2 separate regions of the Columba livia genome follow, and region 1 is linked to region 2. A link is a contact called in public Hi-C data. All regions are on one chromosome and are shown on one strand. The core of a region is the stretch at or near the end of the contact, and the rest is flanking DNA. Distances in the headings are between cores, read along the strand shown.

What was found. Hi-C and Micro-C count contacts between places; a contact is called where the count stands out from the background.
Region 1: a Hi-C map of liver shows a contact between it and region 2, with 2.7 times the contacts expected there. The contact joins the promoter of EIF4E3 here to the enhancer-like site in region 2.

Annotation. Positions count from the first base shown.
Region 1 is chr10:12,739,705-12,743,129 of bColLiv1.pat.W.v2, forward strand. It overlaps EIF4E3 (eukaryotic translation initiation factor 4E family member 3), which reads left to right and starts at 1,251. Exons shown (of 7, transcript XM_065075406.1): 1 at 1,251-1,406. The coding sequence starts at 1,297.
Region 2 is chr10:12,449,025-12,452,413 of bColLiv1.pat.W.v2, forward strand. It overlaps SHQ1 (SHQ1, H/ACA ribonucleoprotein assembly factor), which reads left to right. Exons shown (of 12, transcript XM_065075357.1): 11 at 1,861-1,981. Among named protein-coding and RNA genes, the nearest start is that of GXYLT2, 25 kb to the left of the region's middle. Within about 2 kb of position 1,862, at least 2 of the 3 cell types and tissues checked have an H3K27ac peak away from gene starts, as active enhancers do.

The sequences.
Region 1 (3,425 bases), core at 1-2,500, 290 kb after region 2:
ATTCATCCTACTAAATGTGCTTGCAAGGAAAACTATGTGATTCATGGTCCTTGATCCTGCTATCACTTATGTGGGTGTTTAACTTTACTACTATGCATAGTCCCTCTGGGGAGAATCTTAATTTTTAAAATATTGTTATAAAAATAATGTGAGGTTTTTAGCACATGTCCATGCTGCATTATGAGGAATGTCCCCCTGTAAAACCAAGCATGTAAATTAAATAGGTTGTAGAAAATATGAGAAGATAAATTTCCCACACCCCACCCAGCCTTGAAAGGTTCATTGTTGCATTATCATCGCCGTATAGAAGACAGGGTGTGTGTCAACGGGACACGGGGTAATGGTTTTAAACTAGAAGAGAGGAACTTCAGGTTAGACATGAGAAAGAAATTTTTTACAAGGAGGGTGGTAAAGAACTGGAACAGGTTGCCCAGAGAGTTGGTGGATGCCCCATCCCCAGAGACACTGAAGGCCAGGCTGGATGAGACTGAGCAACCTGATCTAGTTGAAGATGTCCCTGCTAATGGCAGGGGATTGGACCGGATGACCTTTGAAGGTCCCTTCCAACCCAAAGTATTTTATGATTCTACAATTCTATGATCTATTGGTCAGTTTACATGATACTCATCCTTCCACTTTGTGAATGTGCAAGTGTTTTGTGTCCTAAAACTTGGATTTTTAGGGAGATTTAGTTTTTTGTCCAGCATTGTTAAGCCAAACTGGACATAAAGATTATTGCCTTCAGAAAGGCAGCTCCAGAGACTCATTAGTTGTGGTGCAATCTGTGGATGGGCAGAGAAGGAACTGCTCGCAGCGTGCTCGCTGCAGGACGGTTACCTCGGATACCCTGCCTGCCCAGCCGCCTGGAGGCAGTGGGTCCCTGGAAAGGTCTAAGAAAGCAGATCAGCCCTTCCCCTCGCTGTGCCCCCCAGGAGGGGCCGAGACGGGGATGGGGGTGAGCACATGTGATGGGCCAGGCTCAGGGCCCCTTTCTGGTACCACCCGTGCCCTCAGGTGGGCCCTGGGCCATGTCCATCGCTGTCACCATCGGTGTGGCTCCCTCCTCCCCTCACCCATCCGTCTGTCCTTCCCGCCGCTCCCTTGGCCCAATGGCCCCTTGTCCCTGTGTATCTGCCCCTCGCCGTGTCCGCGGATGTGTCCCTCCCCTGTCTCCTTGCCCTGCTCCGTCCCTCACTTTGCCCGCCTCGTCGTCTTCGTCCTTTCCGTCCCCCCACTCCGCAGAGTCCCTTGTCCCCTCCCCGCGTCCCGGCCCGCCCCCCCGGCCCGGCCAGGGCGATGGCGCTCAGCCCCCCCCAGCGCCGCGGCGGGCGGGAGGCGGCGGGCGGGCAGGCGGCCGAACCCGCGGGGCTGCCGCTCCACTCGCCCTGGACCTTCTGGCTGGACAAGTGAGTGGGGTCAGGGGGGCGGCGGGCGGCAGCACTGCGGGACGCGGCGAGCCGGGCGGGGTGCGGCGGTGGGCTTCAAGAGGGGGGAAGAACCTCAAAATCCAGCTGTGGGAAGCATCTCTGCTCTTTATCGGTTTCTCTCGTCGAGCAGATTGGAGAAAGGGAAATTAGTCTTGTGCTGCCTATGGGAAAACTGCCGATGTGAGGGACCTCGGCAGCAACAGCCAGTGATGGCTCTTCCATCTGACGGGAGGGTTCGCGTTTTCTGGGAGTTAGTTCCTTAAATCGGTTCCGGAAACGGTATCGGTTTTGTAATTTAACAGACGGACATTGATTCAGGCAACATCGGTGGTGTTTTAAACTCTAAATTTAGACATGACTCTGGCCATCCCCAGAAATAGAAGGGGAAAGGTTACACTTTGCTGCTGCGGGGTTTGTATGTGGCTGGGCGGTCCTTGATGCCCCAAACGGACCGAGTCCCAGCGACCCGGCAGTGACATGTCAAATTTGTTAAGTTTTTAATAGTCAGGTTTGGCTCCTGTGGATGATCAGTTCTTAAAATCGGAAGCAATCTGCTTCGAAGGATTAGCTAAAATTTATAAATTAACTGCAGTGTTCATGCCACATGTCGTGTGTGTGAAGTTTTAGTCTGCAATGGCCGTGGCAAGCTGCTGCAAAGGGAGTTCACCCCCATGATGCATACAGCTAGGCACTGGTGAACGTACCAATGTCAAAACTGAAATAGGAAGTTTAAAACCAGAATTTGGTATTATTTTTTAGTGTGTATTTTCTGGCATCTTGTTTTTAATCATCTTCTATATCTCCCTTTTCTCAATTTCCTGTTGTATTTCTCCTCTCCCCCCACTCCAAAAGCAAAGCTCTTTCTGCCACTGAACTGTACTGCCTCGTACAACTTGTAAAATTCTCCTTTTTTTTTTTTTTTTTTTGGTTAACTTTTCAACTCAGAAATAGCAACAAAGAACACAAATATTCTCAAGTTCTGCAAATCAAATCTTAGAAATAGCCTCACAAATTATTTCTGGTTAATCCTTTTGAACTCATGATGTAGTTATGACCAGGTTCAGGATCTGAGTTGTGTTTTCTGTGTTTGTTTTTAAAAAGCACCATTTGTACTGCTGTTTAAGCAAGTTACCATCTAGATCTGTTTGTTTACATAAGCCAGGTGGAGATAAGCCTGTCTATCTTTTATAATCAACATTGGAAGTTAAAATCTGTTTCAAGTTCCTGAGGTGCATTATGATTTTTTTTTTTTCTTTCCTTGGTTCATTTTAATGTAGACTCTTGAAATTCAATTATTCTGTAGATTTTTTTTATTATGTTTCTTCTTTCCCGTCATATATAAGTGCATTTAGGTGGTATTGCTGTTCCTCAGCTTACAAACACAATAGGGTACATATAAGAAAAAAAAAAGGACCATATACACATGAAACTGTGTGTTTTGTTTACCAGCAACAGGGATGGAGTAGTGGCAGGGAACAAGAGTGACAGCAAACAAGGCAGGCTGCACCCATTTAGAAGTCATTTAAGGCACTAAAAAGCACATGAAAGATGCAACAGTGAGCTTCACTGCTCTGTGGGGAGGTTCATGTCTCTCTACAGAGTCCTGCAGAAGTGACTGTGACTTTTGTTGGTACACCCATGCAGGTTTGCTGGAGGATATAGGACGATCTATAGACGATAACTGTGGGCACTTTTTAAACTTACTTTGGTAACACCTTGTGTGGAACAGTGATGTTTCCTCATTAGATGGGATTTTTTTACTGCTACTACATTTTATCCTGTACTTGGACTCAAAAGCAGGAAGAAGTGATGCTTTAGGATAAATAGATGTTGAGATGGATACATACTTATCTTTTTTCTATTAAATTACTGTGAGACAGATCCATGTCACACATTTTAACATCTCGAAAATTTATCTTTTTATTAAGTCACACTGTTAAATTAAATATCCATCAGCTAAGCAGTACTTTCTGTAGCAACTAGTGATATGCTATCGAG
Region 2 (3,389 bases), core at 612-3,111:
GGCATATGTAAAAGGAACGTCACTGCTGAACAAATAACTTGCAGTCATTAAGATCATAGAATTATTTTGGTTAGAAGAGACCCTCAAGATCATAGAGTCCAACCATGAGATGATGACAGCTCCACTCCTGAAAGTAAAACAAAACAAAACTACAAATATGTGGTGTGTAGTCCATTTTTTATTCTTCAGTTTTAAATGAAATATTTTAAAAAATTATATATTTTTCAACAGAATCGTTTTTATGGTATTCAGGACTTGTTTTTTATCAACAGTCCTATTTGGCTGTTGTTTAGAACCGTCTTATTTTCCTAACAACAAGTGGAGAACTAAAATAACATATGCAAGAGGACCTAAAACCAATTTATTGAGAATTAGTGTTATAGTCACTAATTTACATTGTTACTTGGCAGATGAGTAGCTGCAGTGGATGTTGTAAATGGTTCAGGCTGGCAGCTTGACAGGTAGAACCTTACAAAAATTAGCAAAATTTCAATTCCAGATATCATTTATTTTTAAAAGAGCAGGCTTCTTTTTAGTCAAAATAGTTAGGTTTGACAAGCTTGGCTTGACAAGCATTGATGGTGATACAATCCAGAAGTTAAGCAGTTATATTTGGGATTTTTTTTTTCTTTTGCGTTCTTTCCTGACACTTGTTCAATTGCTCTCTACAAAACCAGTGGGTTTTTCAGTTCTATTTGCCATGGCTTTTTACTCTCCAGGTTCTTTCTCCTTATTGCCATCTCCCACTTTCTTTAACTTTCATTTTCTCTCTATATTTTTTTGGCGTGGGATTATTTAAAACAAATAAATTTTGTGTTTGAACAGCAGGGGGAGTTCTGATCTCTCTCTCTTTCTTTTTTTTAATCTGTGAAAATGTAATTTCATCCCTGTTCAGGTTTCATAGCCCAGGAGGAGCCAGCCTCTTGGGAGAGGGTTATTAGATTCTATTTGCAGTAGTGGCTGTTTTCATTTGAATGGCCCGTTCCCCCCACCATTAAACAGTGAATTTTTTCTTTTTCAGTGTTGCAGCACTTAACCCTTTAGCAACCTTCATCAGAAAACTAAGAGATGAGATTCCAACCAACTGAAGGTTACATTAGTTAGTTCTCTTCCTCATAAACAATGGTTGCATAATGAATAAAATTAAAGTGACATCAAAAAGATTTCTGGTTGTGGAATTTATCAACTGTATGTCAAATGGCACCTTCTTGAGCCTGAAGTGAGTTTTTCTTTTGGAGGCTCGGTTTGCCAAATTGCTCTGTAACTAACAGAAGCAGGAAAAGTCCGGCTTTAAGGCTGCGGTTAGACGTCAGCCAACGGGATCGCTTACATTGTTTTACACAATTGCTGTGGCTTCTGTGTGCTGGGTCCTGCTGTGGGCTGTTTCTATCCTCATTATTTTCCAGAACAGGTGTTTGTGTAGGCATACAGGGAAACAGGCTTTCTCTGTCTTCAGAAAAATGATGGGGTATAATTCTTCTTTATTTGCAAGTTACTTTTTTGTTTATTTGCTTTTACATGGTGTGCTGTATGAGTGTGCTAAAGTCTGGGCTGGACACAGCTCAGGGAAGTGGAAAAGCTGGGGGAAGGGGCTTCAGCTGCAGAGAATTACATGCATGACTGTGTCTTGAGGCTTAAGTCTTGCACGGAGATTCCTACTAAATTCAGAGGCTCGGCATCCACATGGATGTGGATACTGAAGGGCATCGTCATATTACTGCCCTTCTGAGACTGTGAATCAACTTAAATTTACAAGATAATTGTAGATAGCGTGGTTATTAAAGCCTCAAAGGTGAGAAGATGATAAAGATCGTCTGTTACGACTTCTAGTGAATTACAAAAGTAAAAATCTCTTTCCAGGAAAAGCTGCAGTTTTGAAGTGTCTGCTGGATATTCACCAGATTTTTAGGGAGAATGACCCTGCCTACATCCTTAATGATCTCTTCATTACAGACTATTGCATCTGGATTCAAAAAACCAAGTAAGTTCTTAAGCAGTTATTGATGTGGGAAATGTTTTTAGCATACTTAATCTATGAACAAGTATCAGTAAAATCAAAAGAAATGTGATCTCCTATATATGGAAATGTGATCGGTCCTTTTAACCTTGGCTATCCAGCTAGTCTTACTACATAAACAGAGACATTCAGTGCATTTTTTTTTGATGTAGTGACATCATTGGAGAAGAGAGAGAGGAATTGCGTTTATTTGAAATAAAAATATGAATTTTTATTGATATATTAATGGTTTGGGGGAAAACAGCGACTGTGCCACTTCCAGACAAAGTCCCCGCACTTCAGCAACTCTGTGTCTCACCTCTGTGACTTATTTCCTCATTTCTAAAGTATCGGGAACTTTGCAGCCGGGCTGGTTGGAATTATCAGCATGCTTTAATGGCTTAAAAACAGTGAGAAATGGATTAAATGATCAAAGAAAGCTTCATGTTCAAATCTTTATATTGTTCTCGTCAGATTTATTATATTTTTCATACAGCTTCTGTTTTTCTCCCTCCCTATTTATGTCTTCACAGCCTTCTCTGAAGGCCCACAAAAGTGTGTATATGAGTTGCAGTCATATTTATCTGAATAGGGAGGCACTCCTAATATAAACAAAAAATGTCATTGTCTTGTTTGTTAATAAAGCAACATACGGACTCATAAAACATGGGTTAAAAATAGTCTTTGCATTCCAGTGCAGAGTTTAATGAGATACTGTGAGAGAAGAAATAACTTCTTGAGTGCACAAGACATAAGAAGCAGTGAGGGAATAGAGAGAGAACTTAGTGTTAATCATGGTCAGAAGGGGGATACAAAAGAGAGTTGAGACAGCTTGCATGGGCTGTACTTTTAGGTGTGACCTTACTGGTAGTACTTAGAGTATTAAAGGTCTTCAGTTCATAGCTGTGGATTACATGTTGTAGATACTGTTGATTCTTTGTTTACTTTCAGTGACTATGTACCTATGGGTAACAATGCACAAAATATTCTAAAGCAACTACAGTTGTTTCCAAAAATTTTGATTCATTAATCCTGAGTAGTTCCAGGAACAGACAGTTCATTTTACATTGTTATTTTTGAGGAGGCCTTTTTTGGCCACACCTTAAGTACAGCTACGGGGAAATTCACATTCAGGTTGAAATTGAGTTGAAAAGGTGCAGTAAATGAAGAAGGAGAAAGATATTTAATGCATCTTTCACGAAGAAATGAGTCACAAGACAGTAATATCACTGCTGTCCATATCAATGGATATAATGTCTAGCAAGTCAGTTATGAAAAACAAGGCTTTCTTTAAATACAGCAGAGGAAAATGTATGGTAGATATAAGTGACTGATACATTAACACATTTACTCCTAGACGCATACATTATGTACCAGTTAAGCAGAACTGACA